Regions from separate parts of the Canis lupus genome. Here region 1 is linked to region 2. Evidence: chromatin contacts called from public Hi-C data. All regions are on one chromosome and are shown on one strand. The core of a region is the stretch at or near the end of the contact, and the rest is flanking DNA. Distances in the headings are between cores, read along the strand shown.

Region 1 (5,857 bases), core at 661-3,160, 620 kb before region 2:
AAGAACAGTGTGGAGGTGAGTTTAACTTTCTGGTAACCCTATTCAACTGATTTTAAAAGCTTTCAGAAGGGGTCCAGCCGCTGCCTGGGAAGGCACTTATAAGTGGAGAGAAGATGCACTTTGGGGGACGAGGCTGAGTTCAAATCCTAGCAGTTTGTTACCTTCATAAATTTTTTTTGCAGAAGAGTCAAATGAAGCTCAGAATTATCAGCAGTCCAAGTTGGAGACCAGGCTTGGAGGAGAAAAACCTTCATTTGATTGCTCATCTCATGCTCAAATGACTGATAAAGTGAGGGAAATGAACGGAGCACACGATTGAGGGCGGGTGGGGTTGGGAGGGAGATCAGAAGACCTTGTGCTGGGGCTCTGGTCAGCCAGAAATTTACTTCTGTTTCCCTACCTCCTTTTTGCGTAGTATAAGGGGTTTCACGTCCTCAATGAATGACCATGATCTTTATTTTTAAGCACAGTTCTATCTGAAAAGTCCTGGAAGGACACAGAGGTACTTCATTTACCATTATTTTTGATGCATTCGTCCAAAGAAAATTAGGACGTTCCCATGTAACTAATTACTGTGTATGGATGAATAAACAATCTCAAGGGTGTTCCTTCAAACCCAGTTTTACGTGTTCCATTTAAACAATAAATGTCTTCTCCCTCCGCTTTGCAACATCCTCCTTTTGCTTCATTTCTATACCCGCTGGCTCAGTACTTAAAAACACAGACACACACACACACACACAACTCCAAGTGGTGTGTTTTGCAATATTGATGACCAACTCAACTCAGGATATTTATTTCCATCTGGTGGAGTCCAACTTCTGCCTCTTGTTTGCTTCCTCCATCTGCCGGGACTCACCATCTCCCTTTTTCTGCCCCCTCCTCCTTAACCGAGTCAGGCTTAACCCTCTCCTGGGCTTAATCATTTTAGCAGGCTCAGCCCTAGTACAACAGTCCTTTTTTTTTTTTCTTCTTCTTTTTTTTTTTCTTTTCTAGTTTCGCCAGTAGGGTTTCCAGTAAACTCAGATGCCTACGACTAATACTTTGACAAGCTCCAAATTCACTATTTATTTTTTTCTGTTTTTCTAATGAGCAGCAGCACTCTAAGGGCCCCACAGTTATTTGGACTGGATGGGGGGGAGGGGAGGAAGAAGAGCAGCCAACCTTTGGTTAGGGTATAAACGGTGTAAAAGGCATCATACTGCCTCCCCACCCCCCAATTCCGCTTAAACTTTACGGGCGCCGCGTCTACACGGATCTGGGGTGCCGGGCTCTGCCGGCGGCGCGGGGCCGGATTCCCCAAGGTCCGCGCTCCTCTCCTCTGCGCCCCGAAGTTACGGCGGCCGCAGCCCGACGCTGCCCTTTTCTGTATTTTGCAGTCAGACCTTTACGGAGCCTTCGCTCCGCGCCTCCCCTCCGCCTCCGCCTCCGCCTCCGCGAGCCCGTGGGCGCCCGGCCCCGACCCCGGGCGGCCGCCGCTCCTCCGGGTCCGCACCTCCGGCGCCCGCGCGCGCGGACCGGCCGAGCCCCGCCGCCCCCGGCCCCGCGCCCCGCGTCCCGCAGCCGCCCCAGCGGGGGGAGGAGCGCGGCCCGGGGCGGGGCTTTCACTCGCGCACCCGCGCTCGGCCCCCCGCCCCCGCCCCCGCCCCCCGCGTCCCGGCCCAGCCCGCCGCCGCCGCCGCCGCCGCTCGGGAGTTTATTTGTTTACAAGCGGATTACGTCAGCCCCTCCCTCTCGGCCGGGCCCCGGCCCCCGCCCCCTGCTCCCTTTGCCCGCCCCCTCCGGCTCCGAATCCGCTACGTCACAATGGTGCGATCTCCGGATTGGCTGCGGCCGGCCGTCCCCCCCCCCCCGGCTACGCCACTTCCTTTCTCGGCGCTATAAAAGCTACCGCACGGCGCCTGCATCTCTTCGCCCCTCCGAGCTGGAAATGCAACTGTCGGGAGCTTCGGAGGCTGCGGAGCTGGACGCGGAGGCGGCTGGGGAAGTCCGAGCGATGTGACCAGGCCGCCGTCGCTCGTCTCTTCCTCTCGCCTGCCGCCTCCTGTCGTGAAAATAACTTTTTTTTTTTTTTTACTATAAAGGAGAGAGAAAAAAAAAGTAGCTGCCCGCCCCTCCCGCCCTCTGTTCCTCTCAGCCCTGTGAGCCGCGAGGGAGCCCGGGGTGGCCGCTCCGCCGTCGGGGCCGCGCCGCCGAGCCCCGGCCGCCCCGGGCCGCCCCGCCCGCCGCCCCCATGCATCCCTTCTACACCCGGGCCGCCACCATGATAGGCGAGATCGCCGCCGCCGTGTCCTTCATCTCCAAGTTCCTCCGCACCAAGGGGCTCACGAGCGAGCGACAGCTGCAGACCTTCAGCCAGAGCCTGCAGGAGCTGCTGGCAGGTGAGGCGGCCGCGCCGGGCGGGCGGGGGGGCGGGGGCGCGGGCGGGAGCGGCCCGGGCCGTCGGGGCGGCCGCTAACGGCGGGTCCCGGCGAGGCCCCCGCGGCGCCCCGCGCCCCGCGCCCCGCGGCCGGCCCTCGGAGGGGAGAAGGACGGGCGCGCAACAAAGAAACTACGGCCCCCGGGCGGGAGCTGCGGCCCTCGGACGGGACAAAGGAGCTGCGGGGCTGGGGTTGCTCCGGCGCCCCCCCCCCCCCCCGGCCCGTCGTGCGCTCGGCGGCCCGGCCCGGGGTCTCCCCGCGCCCCCTCCGCGGCCCATTAATCACTGGGTTCGTCCCCGGCCGGGTTACAGCCCTGCCCGGCGCGGGGCTTAGGGCTGCTGGTTTTCCTCCCCTTCGGGGTGAACAGCCCGGCGGCGCCTCCGCCGAAGCCGTCAGGCCCATTGTGCGCGGCCGGGCCGGGCCCCCGGCTCCCGGGCCGGAGGAGGTAGAGGCTCCGCCGGGGCCGCCCCGCCGCCTCGACCGGTCGGTTCCTGGGAATGGGTTTGTCCCGCGCCCCGCGCCCCGCCGGGTGCCCTCTCCAGGCCCGCGCGCTCGCCGGCCGGCCCCGCGCACGCTCGGCCCCGCGAGGGCAACGCTGGGCATTTTTTTTTTTTTAAAAGTTGGTGGCTTCACATTTTTCACTTCTCAGAGGAGCCGGCGGAAGCGGGAAGAGGCTGCGGCGGGATGTGTAACAGTAACGATCTAAGTGTTGTTTCTCTGTTCTTTTCCTCCTCCTCCTCCTCCTGTCTTCCTATAGAACATTATAAACATCACTGGTTCCCAGAAAAGCCGTGCAAGGGATCAGGTTACCGTTGTATTCGCATCAACCATAAAATGGATCCTCTGATTGGACAGGCAGCGCAGCGGATTGGACTGAGCAGTCAGGAGCTGTTCAGGCTGCTCCCAAGTGAACTCACACTCTGGGTTGACCCCTACGAAGTGTCCTACCGAATCGGAGAGGATGGCTCCATCTGCGTGCTGTACGAAGCCTCGCCAGCAGGAGGTAGCACTCAAAACAGCAGCAACGTGCAAATGGTAGACAGCAGAATCAGCTGTAAGGAGGAACTTCTCTTGGGCCGAACAAGCCCTTCCAAAAACTACAATATGATGACTGTATCAGGTTAAGATATAGTCTATGGATGGATCATCTTATAATGGATGGATAAATTTGATTTTTGCTTTGGGTGGGCTCCTCTTGGGGATGGATTATGGAATTTAAACCATGTCACAGCTGTGAAGATCTGGCACAAGATAGAGTGGTAAAAAAAATTTTTTTTTTAAAGTGACAGTGCCATAGTTTGGACAGTACCTTTCAATGATTTAATAGCCTGTGAGTCCAAGTAAACGATCACTTTATTTGCTAGGGAGTGAAGTCCTAGGGTGGTTTCAGTTTCTCCCAGATGTTATACCGAAACATTTTTCCCATCAACCCCTTTAAGGCAAATCTGTATTTCAAAGAACCTTTCTCTGCAGTAGATCTTGCAGAGGAAATTTGCACTATTACACTTGAAAATTGTTAACTTTTTTGGCAGCTCAATAGGAAAGCTCGACATTTTAAACATGGTAGTACTGGAAATTTCGACAAGACTTTTACCTAGCACTTAAATATGTATAAATGTACATAAGACAAACCTAGTAAGCATGACCTGGGGAAATGGTCAGACCTTGTATTGTGTTTTTGGCCTTGAGAGTAGCAAGTGACCAGAATCTGCCATGGCAACAGGCTTTTAAAAAGACCCTTCAAAAGACACTGTCTCAACTGTGGTGTTAGCACCAGCCAGCTCTCTGTACATTTGCTAGCTTGTAGTTTTCTAAGACTGAGTAAACTTCTTATTTTTAGAAAGTGGAGGTCTGGTTTGTAACTTTCCTTGTACTTAATTGGGTAAAAGTCTTTTCCACAAACCACCATCTATTTTGTGAACTTTGTTAGTCATCTTTTATTTGGTAAATTATGAACTGGTGTAAATTTGTACAGTTCATGTATATTGATTGTGGCAAAGTTGTACAGATTTCTATATTTTGGATGAGAAATTTTTCTTCTCTCTATAATAAATTGTTTCTTATCTTGGCATTTTAATCAATCTCTTGTCATGATTATAGAGGCTCAGCTCTGAAAGCTATGTTTCTCAGAAGACTTAGGTTCTATAAGCTATGTGAATGTCAGTTGCACACTGGTCATGCCGAGAAACATTTGATAGAAGTGAAAGTGATCTGTGCATGCATATTTAGGTGTTAGAGGAAACACGGGGTAACTTTTTTTTTTTTAATCTCTAAAGTCAAAACATGGACACATTCCCAGGCTAATCTCATGAAATGAGGATAAAAGACAAAGGTAACATCTACCAGACAAAGTGATACTCAAAAGGATTGCATGTCCTTGCTTCCCCGTTGAAGTGAAGATCTAAATGTTCCATTCTGGCCCACCTTTGAAAAACAATTATTTTGCCCCCACGGAATCCTTGTTCATTTAGAAAATCCTGGGGTAGATGACCCGTAGTCTTAAAAGAAGCAGGCTAATCACTGCAGATTGGTTGCTTTTTGCCTTTCATCAGCTGCAAGATGTACATAAAAATCACTTAAGCTGGAATTCAACAAAAGGTACGTTCATGAATTTTTATTCTCAAAAGTTGAAATGTGAGTTCTCGGTTCCTCGTTTTCAGACTTCTGTTTTCAGCTAAGTTCTAAACCTAAATGAAACGTGAGTGCTGGAGTGTAAGATCCCTCCACGACCCCATATGGTGGAAACTTGTTGGCAGTTCTTGGGTTGTAGGGGGTAACATGGTTCTTCAGCGGAAATTGCTGCGGGAATTTGGAGTTTTTCTCTCTCCACAGTTAGTAGCTTAGTGTATAGTGGCTCTTTTTGAGGTATTTATGTAAACATGTTCACACTGGAAATAGTCCTCAATTTAGGTTACTTGAAATTAGAGGCAGATTTGGGGATTTATTAAGGACTCTGATCTTGCAGTAAGTAGACTACATGGGAAAACCCAACTGAATACGCAGGTATTTAGAATACAGATCATGTCTGGGTACTTTATAGGCCGTTCTTGGGCATTTGCGGTAAAAACACAGCACATGGGAACCCGTTGCCGATTATGGTTTTATTTTTCAGGGTGTCCTTGAGAAAACCGTCCAGTTTTTCAAACTTGACTGTAGTAAAACAACAGGTAGTATATAGTCTTTACACCCGTCTCACCCCCGTTCTGACCGCTGAGTGTTTACCACCTGCATCTTATCAGCTAACTTCTTTGAAGCCAGGTGGTTGATAAAATTCTGCACACTAAATCATTGGAACCGAAGGCAGGGTATCCAGAGAGTTGGATATATTCTGGTACCCAAAACTTGTGTCACAGAACCTATTCTCAGATGGAAAATTATCTTTGAAGATTTTTGCCTTCGGACTTTTAGGTGCTTAAAAAGAAATTTCGGCAGGAAGA
Region 2 (5,453 bases), core at 2,349-4,848:
GGACCATTCTGAGGAAATCTGGGATGTAGGGTCACCCTACCCTGTAGAATCATGTTCATTCTCCAAAAGGCTGTTAACTTGTTTGCTTGATATAGACCCCAGTTTATAATTCCAATGGGTTATGTACAGTTTCTTGAGGTGCTGTTGAGTTTCCCAAGCTGCTGTGGGCTTCACAGAAAAGGGTGCTCTTATCCACTGCTCATGCCTACCTAGTAGCTGACAAACATGAATGAAAAAACAACAGCCAGAGTGCCACTCGTTATAATTCCTAATATGGAACAGAGGATCCATAGCTATTTGCACTAGTTCCTACGAAATGATCCTTTCCTAAATATTGACTCCTTCCTTATCAGGGCCTGGCTTCCCTTTTGAGGTATGGATTCCTAACTAAGTTATTTGTGACCAAGATTTCCTGCTAATTTGTTGGCCTACCTGTAATTCTCTGGATTTGAGATTTATTACCTATAGCTTCCAGTCCTAGCTATGCTTTTCAGGACCTAGATATTTTGTCTCTTCACAGTGTCATAATTGCAGATATTTTTCTGAAGAATCCTTTTTACAATTTTGTAGAAGATATTCCATGAATTGTAGAGAAGTGACTCTATTAATTAGAGTCCTAGAATTACTAGGACTCTAGTAATTACTAAATCCTAGAATTACTAGGATTCTGGTCTTGGAGACCAGACTTCTCTATACAGGGCATGGGTATGGTTTCTTGTTTTTTGAATCTTTTGGACTTGATCTCCTAGCTTCCTGGCTATGACCAATTTCTCCCTGGCACCTGTAACTAACTAAATCCTAAGTCCTTACAAAATGGTTAATCTCAAAATCTAACTTCCAAGCTAGTACTCTTTCCAGTGTTTCTGTTTCTAGAGTTAATAATAAAACTTGAGTGATACAGGTAATTCTGGAAAGAGGAGATTTGAAAATAAAATTACCCAGGAGAGTACCTCAATTATCAATTTTGTCTTGGCACCAGCAACAGAGCCCGAATGATCTTTGCCAAATCTTTCAACTTATTGTTTACCAACCCTTAAAATGTTTATTAAACGGAGATTATAATAATGATAAATCCCAGAGAGCATTGTGAAGGATTACACAAAAATGATAATGGCATGCTTTGTTAATGTTAAATGATAAATACCTAACTCCGTTAGGATTGTACTCTGGATCAAATGAAGTGATGAATAACATAGCTATTGGAAAATGTAAAGTATGGCTTTTGTAGGACTTAAATCTCAGATATGCAAGAAATGGCTTTTGCATTACTTTTTGTAAATTAACCTACTTTTAACTCCAAGGCTCAATTTCACCATATTGTCTAGGAATCCTCTAGCCTTCCCAAAATAGCACCAGAGAATGGGAGGTTTGAATTTTCCTGAAAACAGGGAAGAGCCTGTCATCTCCCAGGGTTATGTGGTCACTTCTGACTTTGTCACTCTCCAAGAGATCCCCAGGAGGTCTGGAAGCTCTCTGATGGTTGTATAACATTCCCAGGTGGGAATTTTTGGAGGGTTGGGGGAACTTGGTGTCTGCTCTCTCTGGATCCACCTCATTTCTGTGGGCTTCCAATGCCTCCTGTTGAACTCTGGAGTCATCCTGCCTCTCTGCCTCTCCAGCATTCATCCAGAGGCTAGGCCTCCAGACCCACTTTTCTGGGACACACAGTCAGTGAGACCCTGTTTCGGTTTATTGGTGTGGGCCTGAAAAGTCTTCAGCTTCTTGTCTTGCCACATCCCTCCTCAAAGGGGTGAACCCGAGGCAGAGTCTGTTTCCCCCTGGAATGGAAAGCATGGGTACAAAATGAAAGGGAAGCATGGGTACAGAATGAGAGGGAAATAGGAAAAAAATATTTCTTTAAAAATACACAATCTGTGCAGACGTCCCTGTGAGGCTTCCTATTACTGATGACCAGTTGTGGCAAGGAAGCAGCACTGGTGTCTTGTGAGGGCTGCTTTAGGCTTCTAGACGGTTGAGGGAGGTGACTTCCTGTGTGCTTTCGGCTCAAGCTTCAGAGTTGTACCACAAGATACAAGAGGCTCTCACTTTCCTTTGTGCCATCTCTTCCCTGAGCACCCTGAGGATGACATAGTGGCAGCCTTCAGGGCTGGGGCTTAAGCAGGTCAGCAGCTGACAGGCATAGGGAGATAAGGTACTTGGCTCTCATGGCCAAGGGCCTCTTTTGCTGCAACGGCTCCAACCTCCTTCTAGAAGAGCCACCCTACACCCCTTCATGGGCAGTTGCAGCTACATCCTTGGTGATGGATTCCTTTAACTGGCTCTGGGCTGATATGACAAAGCCAAGACTATAAAACTCACAAAAGTACTGCAAGAGAACAGAACCTACATCCCCCACCCCCCCCCCCCCCCCCCCACCCCCCCCACCCCGCCCCCAGACATTTCATGCTGAAAACCACATCTACACAATCCTCTGGAGATTTAGTTGTTTAGGACTCTACACCTGCTAGCTTTGTGGCTCTGCCTGTGATTCTCTGCACTTCAGATTTATTATCTACAGCCTCCGGTTCTAGCTGTGCTTCTCGGCATATCAATACTTTGTCCATCCATAATGTCTTAATTCGATTTTTTTTTTCTTTTTCCGAAGGAGACTATCCTAAACTGAGCACATGTACACACATACCAGTACAAAAGAAAGAAAGGGAAAGAAAGGGAAGGGAAAGAAAGGAATGGAAAGGGAGGGGAAGAGGAGGAAAAAAATGATGCACTATCATTCCAGTTTTTGTACTGTTAGGTGCACAGGCCACTCCTCTCAGCAAGCTCCCCCTGCCCTCCCCCCACCCCATCCATGTTTTATGGCAAAGGATCTAATACAAGCTCATAAAGACAGTTGGGACCAATAATTAGCAAATGCAATATTTTACGACAGACTATGCGTTTCCTTAAAGGGGGAGCTCTTGAGAAATATTGCTCCTTGATTACACCTGATTACACAATAAAAATGATTCCATTTTTATTGTTTGATGTTTGATTTTCTTAGGCCTTTTATACCACACCAAGAACAAAGTTTCAGGTTTTAGTCACTAATCGCTTGTCATAAAAGCTATATTGGAGACCAAAAGAAAAAAAAAAAAAAGAGGGTGAACCCGTAGTTTTCTGGGAAGAGAAGATATAGAAAATTTATGTGTTATCTGTATTTCTTTTGCCAACACTATGCTGGACTTGGTAACTGTCCAGGTTCCCTACGTAAGCGGTGCAAGTGTGGGTCCTTGTGCCTGCCCTAAATGCTCGGGCCGTCTGTGAATAACCTGGTCAAGAAAGCCAGTTGAAGGCCACGAGATAGCTTCTGAGCTCCTCCGTGTTATGCAACCTTCCCAGTGTTGACTGTGGCAGCATTTGTCCCCTGCAGCACTTCGGGGGCCTGCGAAGTCACCCGTGCTGTTGAGGGGTGCCTTGCTTCACAGTGATGACCCGAAGCCTGCTGCTTGAGGGCTGCCAACACTACCTCCCCACTCCCTTTTGTCCTACCTGGAAGGCACCTACCAACCCCGGTTTCTCCTTTCTTTTAAGACTTCAAGGAGGAAAAGAGGCTCTGAAGGGGCTCGTTAGCTGTGTCACAGCGGCCCCTGCAGGCTCAGGGTGCGCAGGTGGCCCAAACTCGCAGGTCCGCGCCTTTGCCTGCACCCTAGTCGCCCAGTAGTTTGCTTATCTTGCGACCTCTCGCAGCATCAATCAGGAATTGCTTGACCCTGAGAACGGGAGCTGTTTCTGATGCCTAAAAACCAAAGTTTCCGGAGCGGACTGCCTACGAGGCGAGGCCCACGAGTCTTTGTTTTCTCTTTGTGCGATTGAAGGGGGGACTCGTGGACGAGTTACTTTCTGTGCCCCAGCAAGTCCGCATTAGAGAACTTGTGCATAGCCATAATCCAGCGCCTTTGATCGCTCCCCCGCCCCCACTCGGGAAGAGAAAATGTTTGCAAAAAAAAAAAAAAAAAAAAATAGCTGAAATCTCAGGAAGAAAGAAAAAAAAATTTCCTAGCGCTCTGGCTTTTCTGGGTTTGCAAATGTGCACGGCTCAGGCACCCGGATGATTCATCCCCTGCAAGCCTAAGCGCCCCATTTGTTTTGTAGATCTCACTACCCCCTTTGTTCTGCTTCAAACCTTTCAGAGGGCTGAAATGCATTATTACCTTGTTAAATCTCAACCAAAATCATTTCTACAGCCTGAAGCTGTTTTGACGTGGGTTGAGCATCTCACACACAAAAGAATGGCTTTTGTTCCCAGAAGCGCTCATTGGCTGAGTGGCCTTTGCGCCGAGCCAATCAGAAACCAGTTGTTAGGCCTGGCTGGCTATTTTTAGCTTCACTGGGGAAAAAAAAATACTTGGTGGTGGAGGGGGTGAGCTGGAGAGGGAAAGTGGCGTACAGTAAAAAGCAAACAGCAAAACGCGTTTTGGATGGCACGGCGTGTTTGGCATTCTTCCTTGAATTACTCATGCACTGTTACATTAGCACGTGTTTTTTGGTAAACAACAAACAGAACTAGGACTGCATCTCCTGGTGTCGAATTATCTATTTAGCGAAGAAACAGAGAGTCTAAGAAATAGTCAATATTACCTTTTTATCCAAAAGCAACACACTGTATCGTGTAGTTTTTTTTTTTTCTTCTTTTTCACAAACACGCAAAAATGCCTGTTACCATACAGAGAAAAAAACCTGGGAGTTTTTTTTTCCCCCCAAAGAATTTTTTTTTTTTATGAATTTTTATCTTGGGTTAATAGAAATTTTCAGTGACCTGTTCATTGAAACTTATAGAGTCATAGGAGCATCCTTCCCTCTTGCCCTTTAAAGACGTATATAAATGTACAGTCGAGTATGCACAGCACATGGTGTGTAGCAATTAAAATCATAAATATTCAGTATGTTTTATGCCTGGATATAAAGCATTCTTTTGAGCATGTTCTTTCATTGAAGCCATTACTCAGTAGGCAAAGAAGCGTTACCCCCCCCCCAATGCTCTTGAGGTGACAAAGCATTACAACACACGATTTGTTAATTATCTAATATCAGAAAATGAAAGTTGCCAAATGGGAAAAGTTGGGGCTGAAACTGATTTTCTAGAAGACATCTATTTAACTGTGGAAAAAGAGCCACGCTGAACCAAAATTTTATACCAAATCAATTTTATTAATAGGAAAGACAATCTCTTCCTGGAAAGAAAGAGAGAAAGAGAGAAAGAAAGAAGAAAGAAAAAGAAAGAAAGAAAGAAAGAAAGAAAGAAAGAAAGAAAGAAAGAAAGAAAGAAAGAAAAGAAAAGCAAAGCCAAGCCAGATCTATGTCCAATTCTTAAGACATGTTTCAAATAGTAGATTTTCCCAATATTTCTTAGTTAAGCTTGGGACTGTGACTTCATGCGCTGCTGTGATTTGTTTCATTGTTTTAAGAAAAATCCCCTTTTGCCTCTAGTCGTAAGACATCAGATTGCCGTTTAGACA

What was found. Hi-C and Micro-C count contacts between places; a contact is called where the count stands out from the background.
Region 1: a contact with region 2 is called in a Hi-C map of blood, with 5 times the contacts expected there. The contact joins the promoter of BTG1 here to the enhancer-like site in region 2. A contact is called at or near these places in 3 of 9 Hi-C or Micro-C datasets (amygdala, blood and skin fibroblasts).

What each region holds. Positions count from the first base shown.
Region 1 is chr15:32,947,562-32,953,418 of UU_Cfam_GSD_1.0, reverse strand. BTG1 (protein BTG1) reads left to right here and starts at 1,910. Exons shown (of 2, transcript XM_038558635.1): 1 at 1,910-2,381; 2 at 3,178-4,497. The coding sequence starts at 2,234. The coding sequence ends at 3,545.
Region 2 is chr15:32,329,011-32,334,463 of UU_Cfam_GSD_1.0, reverse strand. No RefSeq gene overlaps it. Among named protein-coding and RNA genes, the nearest start is that of DCN, 150 kb to the right of the region's middle. Within about 2 kb of position 3,598, at least 11 of the 20 cell types and tissues checked have an H3K27ac peak or open chromatin away from gene starts, as enhancers often do. A contact at or near this core is called in blood, where this site is marked.